Regions from separate parts of the Mus musculus genome. Here regions 1, 2, 3, 4, 5 and 7 are each linked to region 6. Evidence: chromatin contacts called from public HiChIP or PLAC-seq and promoter capture Hi-C data. All regions are on one chromosome and are shown on one strand. The core of a region is the stretch at or near the end of the contact, and the rest is flanking DNA. Distances in the headings are between cores, read along the strand shown.

The links. Promoter capture Hi-C pulls out the DNA fragments that hold promoters and counts their contacts. HiChIP or PLAC-seq counts read pairs in DNA pulled down with a chosen protein or histone mark. Capture Hi-C pulls out chosen DNA fragments and counts their contacts.
Region 1: a contact with region 6 is called in an HNF4G HiChIP or PLAC-seq map of pancreatic cancer cells. The contact joins the promoter of Edf1 here to the promoter of Gpsm1 in region 6. A contact is called at or near these places in 1 of 39 promoter capture datasets (hippocampal neurons) and 2 of 115 datasets of contacts at active chromatin or transcription factors (microglia and pancreatic cancer cells).
Region 2: a contact with region 6 is called in a FOXA1 HiChIP or PLAC-seq map of pancreatic cancer cells. The contact joins the promoter of Abca2 here to the promoter of Gpsm1 in region 6.
Region 3: a promoter capture Hi-C map of hippocampal neurons shows a contact between it and region 6, with 4 times the contacts expected there. The contact joins the promoter of Fbxw5 here to the promoter of Gpsm1 in region 6. A contact is called at or near these places in 1 of 39 promoter capture datasets (hippocampal neurons) and 1 of 115 datasets of contacts at active chromatin or transcription factors (pancreatic cancer cells).
Region 4: a contact with region 6 is called in a FOXA1 HiChIP or PLAC-seq map of pancreatic cancer cells. The contact joins the promoter of Uap1l1 here to the promoter of Gpsm1 in region 6. A contact is called at or near these places in 1 of 39 promoter capture datasets (embryonic stem cells) and 2 of 115 datasets of contacts at active chromatin or transcription factors (bone marrow-derived macrophages and pancreatic cancer cells).
Region 5: a contact with region 6 is called in a promoter capture Hi-C map of pancreatic islet. The contact joins the promoter of Phpt1 here to the promoter of Gpsm1 in region 6. A contact is called at or near these places in 2 of 39 promoter capture datasets (cranial neural crest and second pharyngeal arch cranial neural crest), 1 of 115 datasets of contacts at active chromatin or transcription factors (astrocytes) and 3 of 9 other capture datasets (adipose tissue, liver and pancreatic islet).
Region 7: a contact with region 6 is called in a promoter capture Hi-C map of pre-B cells, with 2.7 times the contacts expected there. The contact joins the promoter of Adamtsl2 here to the promoter of Gpsm1 in region 6. A contact is called at or near these places in 3 of 39 promoter capture datasets (liver and pre-B cells).

The regions. Positions count from the first base shown.
Region 1 is chr2:25,556,172-25,559,271 of GRCm38.p6, forward strand. It overlaps Edf1 (endothelial differentiation-related factor 1), which reads left to right and starts at 1,676. Exons shown (of 5, transcript NM_021519.2): 1 at 1,676-1,858. The coding sequence starts at 1,781. Gm35476 (a long non-coding RNA gene) reads right to left here and starts at 1,357. Exons shown (of 4, transcript XR_866044.3): 1 at 1,284-1,357.
Region 2 is chr2:25,426,632-25,429,949 of GRCm38.p6, forward strand. Abca2 (ATP-binding cassette, sub-family A (ABC1), member 2) reads left to right here and starts at 1,968. Exons shown (of 49, transcript NM_001368624.1): 1 at 1,968-2,204. The coding sequence starts at 2,139.
Region 3 is chr2:25,499,256-25,502,768 of GRCm38.p6, forward strand. It overlaps Fbxw5 (F-box and WD-40 domain protein 5), which reads left to right and starts at 1,495. Exons shown (of 9, transcript NM_013908.5): 1 at 1,495-1,631; 2 at 2,681-2,896; 3 at 3,146-3,303. The coding sequence starts at 2,704. C8g (complement component 8, gamma polypeptide) reads right to left here and starts at 1,251. Exons shown (of 7, transcript NM_027062.2): 1 at 839-1,251; 2 at 584-720; 3 at 334-404; 4 at 143-250. The coding sequence starts at 976.
Region 4 is chr2:25,364,220-25,367,428 of GRCm38.p6, forward strand. It overlaps Uap1l1 (UDP-N-acteylglucosamine pyrophosphorylase 1-like 1), which reads right to left and starts at 1,444. Exons shown (of 9, transcript NM_001033293.3): 1 at 1,108-1,444; 2 at 662-866; 3 at 293-468; 4 at 1-54. The coding sequence starts at 1,396.
Region 5 is chr2:25,572,719-25,576,170 of GRCm38.p6, forward strand. Phpt1 (phosphohistidine phosphatase 1) reads right to left here and starts at 2,153. Exons shown (of 3, transcript NM_029293.2): 1 at 1,965-2,153; 2 at 1,470-1,594; 3 at 713-981. The coding sequence starts at 2,121. The coding sequence ends at 889. Ajm1 (apical junction component 1) reads right to left here. Exons shown (of 1, transcript NM_001005424.2): 1 at 2,698-3,452.
Region 6 is chr2:26,313,487-26,316,945 of GRCm38.p6, forward strand. Gpsm1 (G-protein signalling modulator 1 (AGS3-like, C. elegans)) reads left to right here and starts at 2,047. Exons shown (of 14, transcript NM_153410.5): 1 at 2,047-2,234. The coding sequence starts at 2,167. Gm52505 (a long non-coding RNA gene) reads right to left here. Exons shown (of 2, transcript XR_003953775.1): 2 at 1,863-2,940.
Region 7 is chr2:27,077,972-27,081,392 of GRCm38.p6, forward strand. It overlaps Adamtsl2 (ADAMTS-like 2), which reads left to right and starts at 1,408. Exons shown (of 19, transcript NM_029981.2): 1 at 1,408-1,602.

The DNA of each region.
Region 1 (3,100 bases), core at 426-2,925, 760 kb before region 6:
TTAAAGTGTGATTTTTTAAAAATTTTATTTTATTTTATTTTTTGGTATCCAGAGTGAAGGTGCATGCTTTTAATCCCACTAGTCAGGAGGTAGAAGCAGGCAGATCTTTATGAGTTCCAGACTAGCCAGTCCACACAGTGAGCCTTTAAACAAACAAACAAACAAACCAACCAAACCAAACCACCACCACCATGTATGTGTGGTGTGTGTGTGGAGTGTGTGTGGTGTGTATTCCATCTTGTTTTAAGTGTATGGGCATTTTGCCTTTACATGTCTGTACACCAACTGTGTGCCTAGTGCCCTCAGAGGCCAGAAGAGGGAATCAATGCCGCTGGAGTTAGAGTTACATCCTGCTGTTCTCAGGTTCTCTGCAAGAGCAGCAAATGCTCTTAGCCACTATGCCTCTATAATCATTTTGTTTTCCTCCCCAAGCAGGGTTCCATGTAGTCCTGGAAGGTCTCAAACTTGCTTTGTAGCTAAAGATAACCTTGACCTTCTGATCCTCATATCTCCACCTGGCAAATACGGGTGTTGCAGAAGTAATTTACATTATTATTATTATTAATTTAATGTATATGAGTACACGGTAGCTGTCTTCAGACACATCAGAAGAAGGCATAGTATTCAAATACAGATGTCAAGAACCACTATGTGGTTGCTGGGACCTCAGGATCTCTGGAAGAGCAGTTCCTGGAGAGAGAGCATCTCTCCAGGCTCCTTTTTTTGGTGTGTGTGTATTTTTGTATTTATAGGGTGTTTTTGTTTGTTTTTTGAGACAGTTTCTCTATGTAGCCTTGGCTGTCCCGGAGCTCGTTTGGTAGACTAGGCTGACCTCGTACCCAAAGATTCTTCTGCCTCGGCCTTCCGAATGCTGGGATTAAAGACCACCACCTCGAGGCTGAGTTGCTTATTTTTAAAGTAATTTTGTTTCTATGTATTCCAAAGAAGCCATCAATGGTTCACATGTTTCTGGCCCCACAAAATTTGCCAGCTGCTGTTTCTCTCCCAGAGAGCACCTCCAAAGGAACTTCGAAGTACTGGTATAATGCCAAGCTACAAGCACAAGAGAACCTGGATTCTATCCTGGGATCTCCTAAGGCGTGGCCTGGAAGACAGGTGTATACCCACTGGTGTGGGGGACGCTGGCCCAGGTTCTCCAGAAGTAAGGTGGTGGAGACCGGCTGGGATCAGTAGGATCCCACTTGTACGGCACCTGTGCTAGCATGGCGTGTGTGTAGGTCTCCAGGGCCCCCTTCTCCGTGCCTCACTCCCCTCGCAGATACCTGTGTTCCCTCTCCGCCCCAGCTCTCTTCCGGGTCCCCACTCTTTTTACTAAGGTTCTTCTCTCTTCTGCACTTTTTTTCTCGGGATCCTCCACTCTCTTCTTCGGTCCTCCCGTCTGCTCTCCATGTCCTCTCCGCTCTTCTCTCCTTTAGGGTCCCTCACTCTCCGCTCCCTTCGATCCCCACACAATTCCCACCCCTGGCGCTCCGCCCTGCGCAGCCACAGGGACACGGGACTGGAACCGTGGCGGCGATCAGGCGTCGCCCTCCACGCGCCGCCCGCGGGCAGCCCCCGCGGGTCCCTAGACTAGCCGGGTGCGGATTGGCCGCAGAGCTCGGGAAGTGCGGGCTCCTGGAACCACCGACCAATGGGAACCAGGGGCGGGACCGAGGCGCTGGCGCCGGAAGCGGGGAGGCGACGAAGGGACGTCGCGTCGCCGCGCCGGGTCTCGAGCAGCTGCCAGAGCCGCCGGACGGATCGCTGCCCCCGCCGCGCCATGGCCGAGAGTGACTGGGACACCGTGACGGTGCTGCGCAAGAAGGGCCCCACGGCCGCACAGGCCAAGTCTAAGCAGGTGCTCAGCCAGCGGGGGGCGGCGGGAAGCTGCCGGGCCGCACGGCGCTCTGCGGTCGCTGGGCCGAGCCGGGGAATCCGGCAGTGGGTGGGGACCCGAACGGATCTTTCGAGGGTGGAGACCTTGGGGGACAACAGGTACTCCTTGGAGATGGAGTACGGGAAAAGACTGGGGTAGAGGGCAGCTGACCTGCGCGAGGCTGGGGCAAAGGTCGGAGCAGGGGGATGGGAATGTGGCCTGGGCTCTGGACTGGGACAGGCCTGGGTGAGGACCTGGATGGAGATGAAAACAGGATTGAGAACAGGTGCAAGTGTGGGTCAGAGAACCTGGCTGGTCACTAAATGTGGGGTGGGCAACGTGGGCATTAGGCGCAGGAAACTTGGGAACCAGGGTAGGGGCAGTCCTGCTGAAGGTTTTGCCCTTACCTGGTATCAGCCTGTGCTGGCATCACTGGTGGCTTCCTGCCCATGATGCCCACCCAGGCGATGTCAGCCTATAAAGAGGGCTGTGTGAGACATTGGTCTGATGTCCTCTCCATAGGTGAACTCTGTGTCCCTGAGCCCTGGATGCTGTGGTTCCCTAAGTGGTACTGACCAGAGCTGGAGTTATTTGCCATAGTTGAAGCCAAGTCCACAGTCCTCTTTTCAGGAGAACTTGGAATCATCCTTAAGTGTGTAGAAAGTCTGAGCATATTACACAGAGACGCTCACATGCCACTCCTCTGAAGCAGGATGTTAATACTCAGTTACTGTGGCCCAGGCATCATCGTTAGTGGTCCTACTTCCCAGGGAGACTACTGAGACTACTGTGGGGTGTGTCATTTCTCATTAGGAACCGTACTGGCCGAAGAAGCCAGGGCAGCATTCCACACCTTTCTGCTTTATAGCAGAGTTTGGAAGAAAACTAGCTCTGTTTCCAATAAAGAACCTGGTCGCCTGTACTGTGTGTGCGCATGCACGTGCTCTGATATTGATTTCTGGGTCTAGTGTATCTAGCACTAAGAAGGCTTGAATCAGCCTTCTGAGGGCTAGGATCACAGTCCTGTGCCACCATACCCAGCTCACACCTGTCTTAGTGTAAAAGTGAGTTGGTTCTTTTAGCAGTAGTTCAATGCATGTTATCTAGATATGTGTGTACAGTGTACCCCTGTTTCTTTGGGGACACATTCTGAGGCTGCTCAGTAGATGCCTGAAACTGAGTTGTGCTGGATCCTGTATGTAGTGTGTGTTCTCCTACTCATAT
Region 2 (3,318 bases), core at 718-3,217, 890 kb before region 6:
TTTCACTGAAGAGCCTGCTGCAGGTGCCCACTGTGTTGGACTGGGTGGGCCAGGAGGAGATGAGAGGTGAGGCTATGAGTGTATGACAGATTGAGCTCCTGGGATGGGCTGGGGCTTGGGTTTGTCCGGGGATGGGGTGGCAGTACAGGCAGGAAGCTGCCCTCCCCCTGTGGTTTGTGGGAAAGGCCTAACCATGGCTTCCTGCCCTAATCTAGCCTCATGGGCTAACTGGAGAGAAGGAGCCTGAGCCTGGGGCTGGGTGGAGTCTCGTGTCCTCTCCCACCAGCCCAGGAGAGGAGCTGGGAAGTGTCAGGAAGCTTTAGCCCTCGATGACGGTTTGCATTCACTTTAAGAGCAAACTGCATGTCCCAGGCTGAATACCACACAGCCTCCCCCTCCTATTCATAGGCCGGGGAAACCCAAACTGGCCTGCAGTCTTCAGACACAGTCCTCAGGACCACAGCTAGTGGCTCTCTGCTGCCCCCTGCCTGCCATATTGGAGAAAATAGTCCTGTGACAGTATCAATAGGCCCACATTCAAACACTTCTAAGGACCCACCAAAGGCCAGGCTCTAAGAGCAGAAAGATGCTAGGCTTACATGAATATGGAGTAGGTGGGGAGGTGGGTGGTGTTGGGGTAGCAAGTAAACCTCTTATATAAGGGACAACCTGTCTTCTCAGTCACCCCTGCTTTCCAGCCCCTTTTGTGCAGTCTGGCTAGAGCAGGGAGGCCTGATCTGGTAGTCACAATGGATGACTGTGGTAAATTTTCACAGTTGTGATGTCTCAGCATCATTTTGAATATAAACCTAACTTTCTCAGGTCAGAATTAGGGCTCTCTGACCTGTAGCAGTTTCCGGTTATGCACACCCAGCCCTTCACGTGGTGTGTCTAGCTCTTCATACCTGGTAAGCATTTCTGCTGCCCTGCCCGCTGGGCATCTGCCTCACCTGCATGGAAATCGCAGGTGGACTGCAGTGACCCCAGGCATATGCACCTTACGTGTTCTAAATTCAGTTAAAACTATGTAAGAAATGTGTTTGGATGATACCCTGGACCTCAAAACAGCTGTCTCCACCTGCAGAGAGAGAGAGAGAGAGAGAGAGAGAGAGAGAGAGAGAGTATTTTGGACAGGGTCTCATGTTGCGCAGGCTAGCTTTGAATTCTCTATATAACCAAGGATGACCTTGAATACTTCATCCCTTCTGCCTCTGCCTTTTTGATGCTGGGATTACACGTGCGTGGTTGCTCTCTATTATTTATTTTATTGAGATATGGTCTCTCTATGTAGACCAGTGTGGACTTGAACTCACAAAGATCTGCTTTTCTCTGCCTCCCTGAGCTGAGCGCTGGGTTAAAGGTAAATCTGCCATGACCTGCTGTTGCTCTGCATTTTGATAATCTAGGTAAACGCCATTTCATCAGCAGGTGGTGGCTCGTCTATGAGGAACACAGAATGCTTTTGTGAAGGTGGTCGAACTACCGCAGTCCCTCTCATCAGGCTCCTCTTTAAAATATCTAAGTCACATCGTGTTGTTGCACCTCAAGCCGCGATGGGATTCTCCTAACGGACCAATGTCTCTCCTCTAAATGAGTGACTGACCCTGCTTCCTGTCTCTACAAGTGAGGAGGGTCAATCTAATGGTGACCAAGCCTCCTTCAGTTTTCCAAACAGGACAGTAAACACCTTGGGTACCCCTCTGCGTAAATCTCTCAATTGGAGACTCATATTTGGAATCTCCTGGGAGAAGCATAGGGTACCTGCGTTCTCCCTAGACCTCGGAAAGGTGCGAGCCGGGATCTTGGTTTAGATGGGGGCTGTGAGGGATCTTGGAAACACTGCATTATGGGTCCAGTGAGCAGCGAGGCCTAGTGCTGTGCGCAGGTGCAGGCGGGCGCGGGCGCCCCCTGGCGGCTACCCGGGCGCAGAGACGCCTTTAAGTGGGGGCGACGGGCGCGGGCGCGACGAGTCTCTGTAGCTGCGGCCGCCGGGGCGGAGCCTGCGAGCAGCAGGTCCTGGACTCTCGAGCGCCCCGCCCCCGCGCGGGCGATGCCGAGCGGCGCGGCCGGCAGCGGGGCCCGGCGGGGCGCGCAGAGGACAGGGCCGCGGCGCTGAAGCGGCGGAGCGCGGCCCGGCCATGGGCTTCCTGCACCAGCTGCAGCTGCTGCTCTGGAAGAACGTGACGCTGAAGCGCCGGAGCCCGGTGAGCGAGCCGCGCCCGCCCTTAGGGGCTCGCAGGCCGCGCGCCCAATTTGCCGGTGCGCTCTCCGCGTGCACGTGCAGTGTCCAGGCGCGCGCAGACCCCGGGAGGGCGCCACCGGAGACCCTGTTCGGGGCCGGACGATTCCGCGGGCTTCCGGGCCTCCGGCAGTGGGTTCGGCTGTGCCCTGGTCCGCTGACACTCGCAGCGCACGGCTGAGTCACGGGCCGGCGCCCTCCGCAGCGCTTTCTGGCAGGCTGGGGTGGGGGCAGGTGGTCCCTGGACTTCAGCTAGAGCTAGGTGCAGGTTCCTGGTCCAGAGCGCTAGCTGGGACACACCATTCAGCTTAGGGACTCAGAGCCCTGGTCCCATCATCTCTGGGGCCCCCATAGGAACCTGTCTTTTCATTCCCTTTACTGGTACTCTGCCCTTGGGCAAGCACCTTAGGCTGAAGCTGGTACCAAACAGCCTTCGCCGCCGCTGCTACCGCCCTCCTCCTCTTCCTCCTCCTCCTCCTCTTCCTCCACCACTACCACCACCACCACCACCACCACCTTCTCCTCCCTTCATCTCCTTTCCTAACCCATCCTGGCAAGTCACAACCCTTACTCCTGCTTTCTCATCCCTGGGAATGTCCTTGTTGTGTGGACTCAACCTGTTAAATCCCAGCACCCTTTGGGGCCAGTTTCTCCTGAGGCTGCTCCTCTGATTTCTCCTGCCTTGGGCCTCTCTTGGGGCTGGGTTCTGCTGAGCTTCTTAGTACCTGTCTAGGCCAGGCAGGGTATAAAGAGTGTTGGGGTACGAGTCCTGTGTGAGGAGCAGGATGCCAGGCACGGATGGCGTTTGCAGTGTTGGTTTTCATCCCAGTCCCTGGAAGAGCAAGGGCATCCAGAGAGTCCTGGGCCAGCAAGAGTGTCCGAGGGCCCTTGGGATTTTCCAGGATGGAGACAAGAGAGTGCAGGACCTAAAAGAAGGGCCTTAACCAGCTCATACCCAGGGACCCCTTGGGCAGCAACACTCCACCTATGTTCTTTGAGTACTTTAGATTCATAATAAGAAACTCTGGTCTGTAGGCAGGGTGGGTAGCAGTCATCACCACAGCCTGGCAGAATTCCCG
Region 3 (3,513 bases), core at 245-2,744, 810 kb before region 6:
GAGTATGGGGATAGAAAAGGAATGAGAAGGGGTGTGTGTCCATCTGGGGACGCCCTGTCCATCAAGGTGGACCTGGAGGATGCAGAGCACAGGTCATGTGTGAAAAGCACAGGCCATGTATGATCACAGGACTAGTCCGCACCGTATAGTTTCACAGACAGCTTCCTTCCCTGTTCCAGGTACAGGATGGCAAAGCTCTGATAGTCAGTCTCAGCAACCACCATATGCACTGGTCCACGGGCCCGTGAGACTGCGGCAGAACCACAACAGCACATCAGTCCTTTCCCCTCTGCCTCCAGCCCAGAGCCCTCTCCCTTGATGCCCCTGCCTCACCTTGGAACAAGAAGCGGCCAGGGACCCCTGTGTTCTCAAAGAGTTGGCGTACCTGCCAACATATCCCATCTCTGGGGAGGGGAAGAAGGTATGTCATAAGAGGAGGCACCCAGACTCTAGGAACCCCAACCCAGGAGAGGCCATATGGGATAGCTATCTAGGCCACAGAAGAGCTAGAGATGAGGTTTAGAGTCAGGAGGGCAGAGTAAGATGGGCTCAGGGGCTGGGATGAAGTCCTGCTGGGACTCACAGCTTTCGGAAGGTGCTGACAGCCATAGCTGCACCCTGGGGAGCTGCGTGCAATGTGGTGGCCTCAGCTCGGTGTCCCTGCTCCTGAAGAAAGCGGCACGAAGAGCCCACAGCCACCAGGAGCCATGTCCCTGCAAACTGGAAGTTGACTATGAGTGCTCAGGACTGGGGAAATGGGGCACCCTGGACCAATCCCGCCAAGCTAGGCAGGTTCTTATTGCTCTTTTACCTACCCCCACTCACTCCCAGATTTTACCTTCTGAGCACTGAAATTGACCTGGGCCTGGATAGTGCTGATGGGGGAGGTAGACCCAATAGGCTTTCGAGTCCTTTGGCCCAGCGAACTGGCTGTCAAGAGCAGGGTGAAGAACAACACAGCCCCTGGAGACAGCATGGCCAACCTGCTACGGACAGTAGGTGACAGGACAGCGAGGTGGAGGGGTGCACTGTCCTAGGTCAGAGTCCACTGTCCAGTGCCACAGGAAGCACAGTCCAGGAAGTCCACATCTGTCTTCCGATTACTGAACCCCTAACCCAAGCCAGGGTCCATCCTAGAACCTAGCCTTGATAGGAGCTGGGCATTGTGTCCCAAGTGCAAAGTTAAGAGTTGACCTCTGCACCCCTATTTCCACTTGTGGTCAGTGCTCAACCCTATGCATGCAATAACTGTCTTTAACTCCACAACCAACAAGAACGTGCTCATAAAGTCACTTGTTCAAAGCCCAGCAGCAGAGAGAGCAGAGGCAGAGTCTCGAACCGGCCCAGCTGAGCCTGGCTCAATCCTCCGTCCTTTAGGGTAGCCAGGAGTGAGTACTGTTCTGTGAGTCAGAACGCTCGGAAAGTAAGAGTTTGCGCAGGCGCATAAGAAACGCTGGCTGCTAGTCGGAGCCTGAGGCGCAGGCGCAAGACGGGGAAGGGGGGGGGGGGGGAACGGTCCATCGATGCCTCGGGGCTCTCAGCGTCGAGCCTGGCGCCTCCATAAAGACGTGGAGGTGGAGACTAGAGCGGCGGCGGAAGCCGGGCGCAGCGCAGCGGGCAGAGGCACCGCGGTGAGTCCCGGCTTTGGCCCCGCCGTGCTCACTCACCTGTGTCATCTGCCCTGTCCCCAGTCACCAGCCTTGTGCCCCATTACTCCCAGTCCTGCATTCACCAGCCTTCTGCCACCTTCGGTGTCCCTTGTCCCCGATCGTGGCCTTCGTTTATTTTCTCGGGCCTGGTCCCGGTCATGGGCCTCGCTCTGCCTTGTCCTACTTTAACTGGCTTTTGTCACCTTCACGGGCTTTGTTCACTGTCACCATATTTTTTTCCTGCAATGTCTACACTTGTACAGCCTTTGGTGGCCTTATCTGGCCAGTGATGGCCTTGGCAGGTTGACGTCGTCCCAATCCACCCTCCGGTGTTCAGTGGGTGAATGAAGGAGCTGCTGCCCACTCTAGCTAAGCAGCAAAGCGTGGTCCCTGATGTCTCCTCTGACATTCAGAAACCCCAATCACTCTTAACCACCCTCCTGGCCAGGCTGTCTCCTGAGTCCAGAACGACATATGCCACTGGCTAGCAGGAACCCCTTCTCAGAAGAAAGTCAGCCTTGGCCTGAAGTCCTATAGCAGCAAGGTCAAAGACAGGGTGGGCTGCTAAACCTTGGACCTGCCAGTTTGAGCAGCCCAGACCTGTTTGCTTGTCTTGTGCTCACCTGCCTCCCTGTGCCCTGTAGCATTGGGGAAGGCATCAAAGGCCCCCACCTGGAAAGTGGGGCTGCCCCCCACTTCGCAGGTTCTACCTGGCCTAGTAGTACTCAGGGGCTTGCTGTCTGGTCCAGCAAGTCCTTTGGTGTCCTGGAGAATGTAAGGTGGTGCAACGTTACTGCCTGGGTCCTTCAAGAAGTGTTGGGTCTGTGGTGGGGCAGTGCTACTTGTACACACAAAGAGAGATGCACACATCCCTCCCCTCCCCCCGCACATGCTCAGTGCAGTGGAATTCTCCGGTGGGCAGTTGGTGGGGCTAGCTAGGACTGCCATGTCTGGAACCCCAGACTATCAGTCTCTCCCTGGGGTTGGCGATGAGGAGGCTTGGGTTCAGAGCCGCCACTGGTGGGTTTCAGGACCGTCTGGGCAGAATGTCACGATGGATGAGGGGGGCCTGCCCCTGCTCCCCGACAGCCTTGTCTACCAGATCTTCCTGAGTTTGGGCCCTGCAGATGTGCTGGCTGCTGGGCTGGTATGCCGCCAATGGCAGGCTGTGTCCCGGGATGAGTTCTTATGGAAGGAGCAATTCTACCGCTACTACCAGGTGGCTCGAGATGTGCCCCGCCACCCAGGTCAGTACACACACCCCTAAACCTGCTGGCTCAGGGCAGGGGCTCATGGCCCAAGGACACACGGGCCATATTGGGGAAGAGGGAGTCTCTGTGAGCAGAAGGGTGCCCCCTGTGGCTGAGACCTAATTAGTGAGTCGTGAGTTCCAGAGTCCCTACAAAACATCTCCCAGTAGCCATGCTGTCTGTCGGCTCTCAATCTTGACTAGTGAGGGAGCCTTGCATGCAGGAGTGACACTATATTGCCCACAGCGGCCACATCCTGGTATGAGGAGTTCCGGCGGCTCTATGACATGGTACCCTGTGTGGAGGTGCAGACACTGAAGGAGCACACTGACCAGGTCCTGCACCTCAGCTTCTCCCACTCGGGGTACCAGTTTGCCTCCTGCTCCAAGGACTGCACGGTGAAGGTGAGGGTGCCTCTCCCATGCAGCAGAACTCAGTGGGAAGAGAAGCCAATGGTGAGAGAAGCAGAGAGGGCCACATAGTGCCTGGAGGCCTGCTCTGGACCACACAAGACCCAAAGCTTAGAACAGCTCTAATCTCTAGCTCCCAGGGTCAGCCCTCTACATTGGTACGATGTCATAAGAGTGGGTGGTAAAGACCTAGGCCAAGGTTCT
Region 4 (3,209 bases), core at 194-2,693, 950 kb before region 6:
TGTCCTCCAGGATCTGGTGGTCAGCCAGTGCACAGTACAAACCCCCGTTGCCATCTATAAAGGAGAAAGGAGTAGGATACCCATGGACTGTGGCCTGATCTCCTGCTCAGTTTAGTAAGTGCTGCAGGTGCACAAACCAAGAGCCTGTGACTCCAGACTGGCCAGAGCCACATGCCCAGGGCCACATAGCCTGCCTGAGTACATCTTACCTGGGAGTCAGGCCTCCTGATCCACAGCTGTACTCTGTGGCCCAGGTGGGGCAACCTGTTCCTATCCAAGGTGTGGGCCATACCTGGGGCCATGGCAACTTTGTCTTTCCGTTCCAGGATGGCCTTGCCCTCAAAGGTCACAGCAGGTAGCATGCGCTGCTCGAACAGCACTACGTTAGTGGGGTCCAGGTGGAAGAAGTCATGCTCCTTGAAGAACTTGATTGTGGGTCCCAGGGTAAACTCACTGGTCATGATGTACCTGTAAATGTCCTAGCAGTGAGCTGCTTCCAGGGGAGTCCAGCTCAATCTGGCAAGTCTAGAAGGGGTTCAGTAATGGCAAGTACTGGGCTCTGTCTAGGGCCGTGCTAAGATTGGGTCTAAGGTCTTGGTGTGGGGTAGGCCTGGGTCAATTTAGGGGTGGTCTTTTTGGGAGGCTGGCATGGAGGACACACCAGGGCACAGTGCAGTGGGTCCCCTGTCGCTGGTCAGCCAACTGTTGGACACGCCGGATCCGCTCTGCTTGCAGTTGATACAGGGTCTTCTGGCTGGGCAGCCCAACTTGATACATGCCCTTTGGGTATGTGACGCCCAGGCGAGTGCCCTGCCCACCCGCCAGCAGCAGGACAGCTACCTTGTTCAGAGAAATCTGTCGGAAACCTGGAGGAGAGGTGCATCGTGAGATAAGGCCTCTTTCACTTTGGAGAACCACAAGTGAGCACGACTTCGGGGGTTACTAGGCACAGGAGGAAGAAGTTGCAAGGCAAATAACTCTCCGCTGCACTTCCCGAGTCCGTGTCCTCCACTCCGCCCCCACTACCCCCACCGCCCATAGGCTCTAACTCTTCCGGCCTCAACGGGCCGGACCTGCCCAACCCCAGCCTGGCACGGCGCTGCCTACCTTCCTCTTCCCACCGCAGGCGTGTCTCTTGGTCACAGCGGATCGCGCTGCCCACGCGTTCTGGGGGCAGGGGCTGCAGGCGCGCAGCCAGGTCCGGCAGAGGACCCGGAGCTAGCGCGCCCGCAGCTGCGGCGCGCTGGCAGTGCTCACGCAGCGCGTCGGCCTCCAATGAGGCGAGCTCCGCTAGCAGTGCGGCTCGGGCTTCCGGAGCCAGGTCGGCATAGAAGCGCAGGAGATGGTCCTGGCCCGCACGCTGCAGCTGTGCGCGTACATCCCTCTCCGAGTCCATACTGCAACTGCAGCGGCCGCCTCAGCCTGTACTCGTGACTTTCTGACCAATGTCACGAGACCAGGCCGGGGGCTGAGATCCCAGGGGGGCGGGCCCAGGGTGCGGCACCTCCACCCAGGACCCCGCCCCTTTTTCCTCTTGGGCTGCTGTTCTGTCTTCTTTGGCTTCTCCCATCTTTAACCCTTTTAATACAGTTTCCCCTGCGCGTTTCCGGACTTGAATCCTAGGATCTGGCCTCCCAGCATTCAAGGTGTACGGTCCAGAGCAGGCCTTCCTAGTACCCCAAGGTCTAGTCATTTCTCTCCTAAGTAATTCCCACCACGTGAATAAAACTGTTCTGTCTGGGCTGGTGAGATGGCTCAGTGGGTAAGAGCACCTGACTGCTCTTCCGAAGGTCCAGAGTTCAAATCCCAGCAACCACATGGTGGCTCACAACCATCCGTAACGAGATCTGATTCCCTCTTCTGGAGTGTCTGAAGACAGCTACAGTGTACTTACATATAAATAAATAAATAAATCTTTAAAAAAAAAAAAAAAAAAAAAAACTGTTCTGTCCTTGCCCCGGGGAAGAAAGAAGTCTGAGGTATCTGCACTGGGCTGACCAGACATAACCCAGCCTCCTCCCTGTCCACAGCCAGAAGGGTTGTCTGCAGCAGACTTGTTGCAGAGCCATTGTTTGTGGCATGAATTCCGGAGTAATGGCACTTACGCTTTGAAGTAGCCTTAGCGTAACTTAGTCCCAAGACATACCTGACAAACCAGGAAGTCTCGAATGGCTGAGAATTGCTTAGATGATGGTTCCTTCAGACAACCCCTAGATCAGATAAAAAAGGTTTTGGTGTGTGGAAATTGACTTGCTAAAAGTGCCTTTTGTGAAACTGGGAAAAGTTACTTCTGGAAAAAGTGCTTCTGGGAAGCAGCTAGCCTCCAATCCCCGATAGGCTGATGACTGTCATGTGTCAGTGTCTCTCTTTCTTCTGACTAATCCTCTGAGCAACCCAGAAGCAAGACAGCGGCCTGGGAGCCTCTCTCCTTAGAAGCTGAGCCTGAGAGGAGTCGGCTTGACCCTGTAAGCATTCACCTAGAACCCCCACTGCTAGCCTGGGGGCAGCAGGCAGACCCAGGCTAGCTTCAACCTGCACCCACCTCCCCTCACCTGCCTACCTTTAGGAACTCAGTTGTTCCAGACTGGCTCTGCATCCCCTTACTGCTTTAGTTTGCTTTTTCATAAAACCTCTTGTTTCTTTTTGTTGTTGTTGTTTTGTGTGTGTTGTTTTTTATTTTTGAGATGAGATTTCTCTGTGTAGTCCTGGCTGTCCTGAAACTCATTCTGTAGACCAGATGGGCCTCAAACTCAGAGATCTGCCTGCCTCTGCCTCCTAGTGTTGGGATTAAAGGTGAGCACCATCATCACCTGGTATAGATAAAACCTCTTGTAAAAAGTATAAAAGCAGGGCTAGAAAGACGGTTTAGTGGTTAAGAGCACTGCCTACCCTTCCTCACAACCATCTGTAATGGGATTCAATGTCCTCTTCTGGTGTGTCTGAAGTGTATTTACACATAAAATAAGTAAGTCTTAAAAAAATTTACGCCGGGCGTGGTGGCGCACGCCTTTAATCCCAGCACTCGGGAGGCAGAGGCAGGAGGATTTCTGAGTTCGAGGCCAGCCTGGTCTACAAAGTGAGTTCCAGGACAGCCAGAGCTAGACAGAGAAACCCTGTCTCGAAAAACCAAAAAAAAAAAAAAAAAAATTTACAAAAGCCATTTCTAAAAGTTTGAAGGTAAAGTGTATGGTGGCAAAGGTCTTTAATCC
Region 5 (3,452 bases), core at 903-3,402, 740 kb before region 6:
CAGCTGCCCCCTAGCCTATACAGGGTATCTCAGCTGCCTCCTAGCCTATACAGGGTATCTCTCTCAGTAGTGTCTGTGTGCCGTCTACAGAGCTGACGAAGGCTGGCTCAAGTCTGGTGAGGGAGGCCCCAGCCCTGGCTCTCCCTAGGACTCACTATAATGGCACAAGGTGTGTGAGACTTTTTAGAGCAGGGGTTAAGCTGGTGCCTACCCACTGTCCTGTATGGTGAAGTGGGGTTAGTGCAGAGAATTAGAGTGTAAATGGTCCTGGGACTAAGATCCATCTAAGTTAAAGTCCCAAGTGAAGGAGACACAAGCATGACTGTTCCTGCGATCACTCAGGGATATCAGGCTTGGCCTGAGAACAGATGAAAAATGTAGCCTGCCAGCTGGCGGGACAATGGCTGCCAGGACCCTTTCCTGGTGGGACTCCTGGATGAACTACAGGAAGGGGGCACTTGTGGGCACCCCAGGCCTTAGGTGGCCAGGAACTGACTTCTTGTGCAAGGCCTGTGGGGCCCCCTCCCAGATGTCCTTGGGGATAGCAGCTTCATGGAGGAACAATCAAGCCATAAATGGCTGCAATGCAGGGGCCCCCTTATCTGCACCTAGGGGGCTGAGTGTGCACCAGTAGTTCCCAGGGCCCCTGAAGCTGAGCAGGTCTGTCCGGTGCAATCCAAAGGTAAAGAAGGCAAGACACAAGTCAGGGACTAGTAGGCATATCAATGCTTTTAATTCCTATGGACCAGATTGGTCTGGCCTCTAAGGCCTGGCAGGTGCTATGCTGCCTAAGGTACAAAAGGAAAGCACAGGGCCAGCCCCTCAAAACAGAACACAGCAAGAGCAGAGACCTGACTTAGTCCGGGGGGTGGGGGGTGGGGCAGAGCTTCAGTAGCCATCGTCAGCCCAGGTGACCTCATAGTCAGGATACTTGGCTTTGATCTTCTCAGTTGAAACAGAGTGCTGGGCACGACCGTAACCCTAGAGAAAGGATGACCGCCAGTTTGCTAGTTTTTTGCTTTGGGAGCCCACCCAGAAGCCGCAGCAATAGCAGCCCTGGGGAAAGTTAGCAGATCCTACCATCCTAATCATACTGGGATCATGATGAGGACTGAAGAGCTCTTCAGGTGATGCCTGAGGGTCTAAGGTGGACTTTATGAAAAAGGATCAACATAGAACTGTGAATTTGACCCCAGTACTGGTGGCTCCAAGGGCCCCTAGAGAGTCAGGACACAGACCCATCAGGATCTGGAGCAAGTCGGGGATGTAGCCCAAGGTGTCATTTGGAAAACGTGGGGAAAGGAAAACCCATTCAGCCCTTAAGTAAGGGTTCTGTAGCTCCAACTTTCAGAGTCCCAAAGGTGGCCTGAATGGTGGTGTGAGGGGTGGGGTGGGGTGGGGTGGGGGTGGGGTCAGGCTCACAAAGGTGAGCTTTGCAGTCTGGCTGAGACCTGGGGACTGGAGCTCACCATAGAGTAGCCATACACGTGTATCTTCCTGTCCTGGCTCTGATGGGAGATGCGCCCGCCGCCTAGGCACTCACAGTCATAGCCATTCCTTTGCAGCTCGCCTGACACTTTGTCATAGATGTCCGCTGGGGTGGGGAGAGTGGCCTCAGGATATGCCCTAGCCGCCCTTGTTGGCCCCACACTGAACTCTAGGGCTGGATATGGGGTCAGAAGCTCCAGCTCTTGGTGGTCTTTTTCCCAGAGAAGATGAGCCCTTCCCCCGCTGGCAAAAAGATGAACGGGAGGAAGAAGACACTTTCGAAGTGAGAGACGGGATTAAGAAGATCCCAGTCATGGCACTCCTTTCTGCCCAAATCCCGACGTTTCTAGGTCAGCCTAGCTATGTGTTAGTACAAGTCATGATATATTAGCAGTCACTACTCCGCTACCAGCAACTGTAAGGCCCCGCCCCTAACCTTCGTCCCGCCTCCAAGGGCACAGAGGCCCCGCCCTCACCGTGGTACTCAGCCCATTTGTAGCCACGCACGATTTCCTTGCACTCCTTCGCCGGATCCCCAGAAGGCTCTGCTAAGTGGACTCGAATCAGCACATACTTGAAGACGCCATCCGAATCAATGTCTACATCAGGAATCTGACCGAGGTCCGCCGCCATGTTCCCCGAAGCGCTCGATCTCTGGGCCCCACAGCCCCTTACCAAACCCGACCCAGGCCTATGCGTAGGGAGGCGGGCCCTTTGGCAGCCACGGCCAATCCCGTGAGGGAATGCTTACCTAGCCCAGAGCCTCAGCCAGTTGTACCTCCAATCTGAGGCACGGACTGGCCAATTGCAACCCAGTTCTTTGCAGCTTTGGGATCGGGCTCATGAGTCCCAGTTAAAGGAGCCGAGGCATAGGTTAACCCGTGGTGCTGTAAATCAACCCGCTGCAGGGCAGCAAAAGGATGCAAGGACGCACTCCGGTTCCACTCCTGGGTCCTAAGGCTTCAATCCGTAAACCATAAATCCGAAGTCCTCTCTTCCCCAACACCTGTAAACCGGAGGATCTCTCTCCGGTCTCTCCAAATTCAAGTACTCCCCTGCATACTCCACTTCACACCCTCGGGCCTCCCCTTCCACAATACTCCGGTTGCGGGTTGTTAAGCTCCTACTCCCGGAAGCTTTGACGCAATGCTCCCCCCCCCCCCCCCCCCCCCGGCCACGACGACGACCACCACCACCACCACTACCGAGTTATTAGCAGCAGCTACATTCAAGTTCTATTTTACTTGGTTCGAAAGCACTTGCCCTTCTCGTCAGAGGCGTTCTTGCCAGTCTGCCGCAGGAGGGACTGTGGAGCCCCTGGGGAGGGCGGCAGGCGGCGGGGCAGCAAGTGTTGCAAGAGCGGCATCCGGGCATGTGCTAAGACAGGGGCCAAGGAGAGAGAGCTGGAGTGTCCCGGGGACATCCAGTCGAGGGTAGCTGGCGCGTGTGCACACCCTCGTGCATAGGTGTGTGTCCCAGGTTCTTGCAATTGAACTTTCAGAGCTCCTAAGGGCTTGGGGCTTCTTCTTCTCCCAAGATTCTTGGAGAATCTGGTCGCAAGCCCTCTCTGGGTCACACCCTCCACAAAGTCCTGGGCTCAGATCCAGGTACGGGGTCAGGCAAGGGGCTTAGGGAAGCCTAGACCTCTCCACAACACGTCAGGCTTTGGCTTCTCTCTCAGCTTGGAGTGCAGCCAGGGCACTTTTGCACACAGGATTGGATTCGGGGCAGGCCTCGGCACCGACTCCTTAACCGTACCCACACTTGGTGGCTCACTACTAAGCACCTTTCCTAGTCCAGTTCCTAATTAGGGACAGCCCTGTTCCTTACTCATTCCCAAGTCATTCCGTGGTAGGAGCTGCTCTCAGTAGGGTTGTCTGCTAATTCGTCAGCACACGCTTCCCACCTCTCCATCTTCTCTGGAAGGCAGATTTTTAAGGCCATCTTGTTGGGTAGGTGTTGGG
Region 6 (3,459 bases), core at 797-3,296:
GGTCCCTCTTCTTCTAGGCCCATCTTGCCCTTTCCCACAAGTGTCCCCAATGTTGGGCCTGCTTCTCCATGCCTACTCTTACTACATTCCACCTAAAGAGGCCTGTGATGGCAGAAGCTACCCTGGCTGTGTGGTAGAGTGTGTGCCAGGAGTGACTGTAGGGTTCCCCAGGATCAAATACAATTGTAATAGTCCTCTGATGCCAGAGGTACTCATTGTATGCCAGGAACCATAAGCACGACACAGGCCTCATCCTCATAGACCCTTTGTGGGTGACAGAACAGAAGCTTGGAGAAAGCAGTAGGGACAGAGATAGTTTTGAAGTTCGTGTCTTTTTTTTTTTTTTTTGGTTTTTCAAGACAGAGTTTCTCTGTATAGCCCTGGCTGTCCTGGAACTCACTTTGTAGACAAGGCTGGCCTTGAACTCAGAAATCTGCCTGCCTCTGCCTCCCAAGTGCTGGGATTAAAGGCGTGCACCACCATGCCCGGCAGTTCATGTCTTTCTAACACAGAAACTGAATCCTCAGACAGCTTGCTTCAGAGCTGACTCGCAACCTGTGGCCCTCTTCCTGACTCAAGGAAGAAGCAAATTTGTCCCCAGTAGAATGTTGTGGGCCTAACAACAGAACCCTGTAACATCACATATGGGGCTCATTGGTTTGGTCCTTGGCAAAGCTGGGGGCCCGCAGGGGCTTGTATTGCTGCAGTATGTCTCTAAGGGCCTCCTAAAACCAAGGCCTGGGAATCTAAGCCCAGTCTGACACCAAGTGGGTCATAGCAGCCTCCATGTGTATGTTGTATCCTTTGAAGGCAACCAGGAAGCGCCTGCATTCCAGAGCCAGGGTCTGCTAGGGACCAGGCCCGAGACTTCAGCAAACGTGGGTGGTGCCTGGCCAGCCATAACACACACTCTGCCTTAGCCAAGAGAGAGCAAGCCCTGGCTCCTGTGGTCTTAGGGGGAGGTGTGGGGACAGCAGCAAGCTTGCGCCTCGCCCCAGGCACAGATGGTTCTCATTGCTCGCTCCTGCTCCTTCCTAGGAAAACAAACTAGCTCAGGGCCAACAGCCCAGTTTTATCTTGTGTTTGTTTTTGTTGCCATTTTTCTCCGCCTGAAGCCACTGTACTGTGGGCTGCGTCTGCAGGGTCTGTCTGGGGTGACCTTGGCATGGTGTCCCTCTTCAGACCAGGGTCCAGGGGTGCAGAAAAACTGCCAAGGACACTGCCATAGTCTGCACCCTGACATGTTCCTGTTCCACTGAGGGTCACAGCTACGTTTTCAAGAAGATTTAGAGTGGCCTGGAGAGAAGAGCAGAGACCTGGGTGAGTCCCAATGGAACTGGCTGTCCAGATGGTGCCCTGTGGCTGGCTGGGGGTTGGCTGAGGTGAAGGCTCCAAGGCTACTCAAGTTGGATGAAGAAAGATCACTCCGAGGTTCAGATCCTCAGGGTCCTGGGAGAACTCAGAGGAGGGTAGGCAGATGAATGAGCAACGGCCAGCCTCCCACGTGGGCTCCTGGTGTTCTTCCAGTATGTTTTCCAAACGCTTGCATTTCACAGATGAAATTCAACATGAAATCTGGTGGTGAAAGCCCTAGGAAGGTAGAGACTTGCCTAGGGCTGGACAGCATCCTCCCACCCTGACTCCATCTAGGAAGACCTGTTTTCTCCTTAGCCCCAGGAGCATCTGCATGGCCTGTACCCCACAAGAGGTGACAGGAAAGGAACAGGATGTGTGTGTGACAGCAAACTCTCGTGTGTGTGTGTGTGTGTGTGTGTGTGTGTGTGTGTGTGTGTGTGTGTAAGAAAAAGCACTAAACTCCAGGCTTAGCAGGGCTTCCCCCCCAAAGAAAAGGAAACACAGCATTGTCCACACTAGAGCAGGACTCTCCTTGCACTGGACCTCAAAGACAGAGCCCCGCCCACCCCACGGTAGGCGGGACCGCCGCAGTGGTGGCCGGTGGGCGCCTGCCCCTCCCCACCCTCCCTCCGCCTGGCGGCGGTGACATCACAGCTCTGGCGGGAGGGGCGGCGGCACCCCAGCACATCACTTCCTCGGCGTCTCCCGCGGACGCGCGGACAGGCGGACGGACGCGCGGACAGGCGGGCAGATCGGCAGGCGGACGGCCGCAGAGCGGGGCGGTGCTCCTGCTCGGCGCGTCCCCGACTCATGGCGAGCCCGGCCCCGCCCGTGGCCGAGGAGCTCCCGGGCCCGGCCTCCAGGCGCCTCTACTCCAGGTAGTTCAAGGACCGGGATGGGAACGGGGACCTGAGCGGCAGACGCGGGCGGGAGGCTGCCGGCCCAGAACAAAGGCTGCTGCGGCGACGCGCAACGTGGCCGGGGACGCGCCTCCCTGGATCTGCGTAGGGAGCGGTGGGGGCGCGGGGCCCAGGGCCCAAAGATCAGTTTCGCGGTAGAGGGGTTGGGACTGGGTTCTGCCTGCAACCCTGTCCTGATGCCAAAAGGGCTTACGGGGCGGGCACTCCACCACCCGGCTCTGCGGGACCCTGAGTAGCATGGATGCCAGTCTTCGTTATCTGGAGTTCTCTTCTCAAGCCTGACACTGCCGTGACCCGGTGTTGGTGTAGCATGGCCACGACCCAGGCTGTCATGATGGGGCCCTGCCTTCACTAGCTATCCCCAGCCCTAGGCCAGAAGGAGCTGGGCCTGAGCCAGGCAAGTGGGTGTGTGCTTCCCTACAAAGGCATTTGCCTTCCAGGCAGGTTCACAGGTGATCGAGCGGTCTGTGCTGTGTGCCCGCCCACTGGGAATGACAGGATAGTCCTGCCCCTGGCTCCATGCCTCCCTGGTGACTCCCTTTTGATGGATGAGGGTGTTCTCCGGTGAGATGCTGATCCCAGAAGTGGACCAGAGCTGTCAGTTCACTCTGGCTTCAGGTTGAGCTGGACCGGCCTGAGTTCTGGGCAGGGGCTGTCATCAGACCTAAAGGAAGGCCCAGCATCCTTCAGTTAGCTTCTGGCCCCCACCTCGTCTAGCCCTTCCCCATATCTGGGGTCTCCCTGTTAGGGGTCAACCCTGAAGAAATCTACTCAAGTGGGGTGGTTCATCAGCTAGCCAAGCTCTGCCTAGTACCCCCAAAGAGCAAAATGAGGGCTTGGTGCCTGGCGAACAGATCCTTGCCGTCCCGTTCTAATACAGTGTTCTAATGCTGCAGCTCAGAGACAGTGTCCCCATTGTGTGGTGTTGAAGATCATGCCTGAGCCCCACACCCTCCTCCAAGTTCTAGTGCAAGGGTAAGAGGTTTGCTAGCAGCTTCTTGGAGTCCCCTGGGAGCAGAGGCTCTGTGGGGTCACATTTAACTCAGGGCCAGCCACCCCTGTGAGAAGGAGGTGTCTACTAGGCAGACTGCAACGTGTGTGTGCATGTGCGTGTGCGTGTGTGTATGTATGTGTGTGCGAGTGCTCGCATGTAAGAGAGGGAGGTGGACATTCAGAGCACAGG
Region 7 (3,421 bases), core at 158-2,657, 760 kb after region 6:
GTGTGTGTGTGCTGTGTGTCAGGTTGTAGAATGTCTGTGCTTCTTCTTATTGGCCCCAGGGGGGCAGTGTGAGCCTGGATAAGGGTCATGGGAGGTCAGGGTGACAGAGAACAGAAGCTGAATACCTTAAGGTCAGTCACTACTGAACACCGGCAGAGTGAGAGCTGACCCTCTGCCCCCTGTCGCAGTCTAAGCTGGGAGAGCCAGCCAGCATCTTTGAAGAACCAGGCAGAAGGAGAGGGTGTGTGGCAGAGCAGCGCCGCAACCTGTATCTGTCACAACTTTGACTGGTGGCTTTAGCAGACCACTCCACTTCCCAGCCTCAGTTTCTCCTCGGTAAAGTACAGATGATGAAGATGCTTGTCACCTGACTCAAGCCTCACAGAGAGGCTGGGTGCTGATTGGTTTTTGCTGGTTGCTTTGTTCTTGGCTGCGGTCTGGTGGTCAGACACAAGACTTCCCCCAGGGTATCACTCTTAGCAGCCCAAAGAGGCAGCTGAAGAAGCTTATCATCTAGCACAGAGGGAGGGACAAGAGGGAGGGACAGAGAAAAGGAGAGGACTTCCAGTCCCCACTACAGGGACAGAGGCATGGATGAAATGGCTCAGCCAGCTTGTGGGATGTTGTTTCAGAATCACTTAGCATTTGAAGGTGCCTGTTTTCCAGGACGGGGTGCTTCAGAGAGCAGGAAATGTCAGAGCAGACATCTCATCATCCAAAGTCCTCTTGGATTCATAAGACTTCAGCTCTAGCTCAGCAGGGACAGAGCTCTTGAGTCCTGCTTGCTTGCCAATAGCTGCCCAGCTGCTGTGGGGTCCAGCCAAGCTGGTACCAAACATCTGCAGAATACCCCGTGCCGACGATCTTCCTAGACATCTGGTCGATAGGCTGTAGCCACCTCTTCCTCTCCCTGGAGCCATTGGTTGGTTGATCTCTGGATGTATCTCAGTTCCTCCGTTGTTCAGGTCTGTTTTCCAAGGACGGAGGGTGGCCTGCACCCGTGCAATGTCTGGACCTCTGTGTCTTCCCTGTGAACAGGAGCCGAAAGCCTGGACATCACATGGTTTCCAGCCTTCTCTGGAAGCTGAAGTTAGATGGGTGGGTCAAGGGGGCTCCGCTCCACCACTGCCAACCTCCCTCCACATGACCTCAGGCTAATTGATCCATTAGGGTCAGTCACTCTGGACCTAGGCAAGCCAGTCTCAGGCTCACTCACTGATCCTGGACTGTGGCAGCAGCAGCCAGCAGGCAGCTGGACAGCCTGGCCATACTCCAGAGGAGCAGAGCGGGTTAAAGTGTGCGCCCGGCCAGCCGCCAGCAGGCTGGGCGGGGGAGCAGCGGTGGGAAGTGTGAGTTCCTCCCCGTCTGCCTGACAGCTATAAAGGCAGCTGCGGCCACAGAGCAGCCACTGGGCTGAGAGCCCCTCCTGGGAACCCCCTCCCTTGAATGCTCTTTGAAGTGGGAGAGGGAGGCAGCTGGGGAAGCAGGACCAGAGACAGGCAGAGCCCGCACATCTCTGCACTCACCTTCCTGCACCGTGCACCTGGCAGTAGCTCTCACCCTTTTCTCTAAAAGGAGGACAACCTGCTGACCCTGGGTGAGGTAGGCCACTACATACTTGTCCCTGCTCATACTGTGGTCTTTGGGAGGTGTGAGATGTAGCTTATCCCAGACCAGCCAAGCTGTTCAGAATGGGGGCCGGGGGATGTCCCAGCCCCTGGTGAGGGTATTCAACCACAGAGAAAGGGGGGAACAACCTATGCCACACAGTGGCAGGGTGGTCCTGAGGCAACAACCTTGGTACTAGCAGTTGCTGTCTGGTCTGCAAAGCCATGCTGTGGTGGGCCTGTTGAAGGTTTTGGACCCTAGGGAGAGATGGATCCTGTTTGAGCTGGACTTGGCTGGAATCCAGCAGTGTCTGGGAGCCTTAATGAAAACCAAGTGTGAGGCTGACTGGGCACCTGTCTTTGGCAGCAGCAGGGACTGGGGAGCCATGGAGGCTAATGGGACTGTGTGAGATGGGGACTCTGTGCTGGAGTGAAAATAGGGACTCAGATGGAGACCTTCAGTGTCGGGGGTGGGTGGACGTAAGGGTGATGCTGACCAAGCTCCTGGACACCTGCAGGAGAAGGAGGGAGGGAGGGAGAAAAAAAGGGAGAGGGAGAAGGACAGAAGGACAGTAGGACAGTAGGACAGTTGGTATCAGGGCTTCGAGGGTGCTGACCATTTCCAGACTTTCTTCCCCTGGAATTGCTGGGTGCGACTGAGTCCCTAAGTTTGCTCTGTGGTGTGTGTGTGTGTGTGTGGTGGGGGAGGGGGCAGTAGGCTACCTTGTTGTGTGGCTTTGGGCAAGCTGCCTCTTTTTTCTGAAGCCCATTGTCTAACTCACCAGCAGATGACACCCACCTGGGACAAGCTACATTAGCTTCCTTTCTAGGACAGGGTTTAAATTGAGGTGCGCAGCAGCCATTCTGAGAGTTGGAGCAGCAAGGCTGGAAGCTCTCTTGATTTGATTCACCGTAACCCTTGGTGGGTGTTTGGGTTTGAGGGGCTGTTTTGTTGGAAGGGAATCAGGAGCCAGGTGCAGGCTGTACCTCCTTCTGCCCCTCCTCCATATCTCTGTTCTCTCAAGAGAGAAGGGCCCTGAGACAAAGTTTGGAGCTAAGACGAAAGGATGGAGACTTACCATCCAGAGACTACCCCACCCGGGGATCCATCCCATAATCAGCCACCAAACCCAGACAATATTGCATATGCCAGCAAAATTTTGCTGAAGGGACCCTGTTATAGCTGTCTTGTATGAGGCTATGCCAGTGCCTGGCAAATACAGAAGTGGATGCTCACAGTCATCTATAGGATGGAACACAGGGCCCCTAATGGAGAAGCTAGAGAAAGTACCCAAGGAGCTGAAGGGGTCTGCAACCCTATAGGTGGAACAACAATATGAACTAACCAGTACCCCGGAGCTCATGTCTCTAGCTGCATATGTAGCAGAAGATGGCCTAGTTGGCCATCATTGGGAAGAGAGGCCCCTTGGTCTTGCAAACTTTATATGCCCAGTACAGGGGAATGCCAGGGCCAAGAAGTAGGAGTGGGTGGATAGGGGAGCAGGGCGGTGGGGGGGAGGGTATAGGGGACTTTCAGGATAGCATTTGAAATGTAAATAAAGAAAATATCTAATAAAAAAGAGAGAGAGGAGGGCCCAGACCCCTGAGCTGTGTTGCACCTGAGGACCAGATTGCTGGATACCTGGCTGTGAGGATTCCTCTGGGAAGGGAAGGCTGCCATTGCTCAAGAAGAAGGAGGGTATCCCATCTATAACCGATGTAAAGCAGGTAAAACTCCCAAGGCGATCCAAACTAGACAGTGGGCTGAACCTGGTTAATAGCTCTCTTCACAATGACCACTCTGCCAGGCTGGG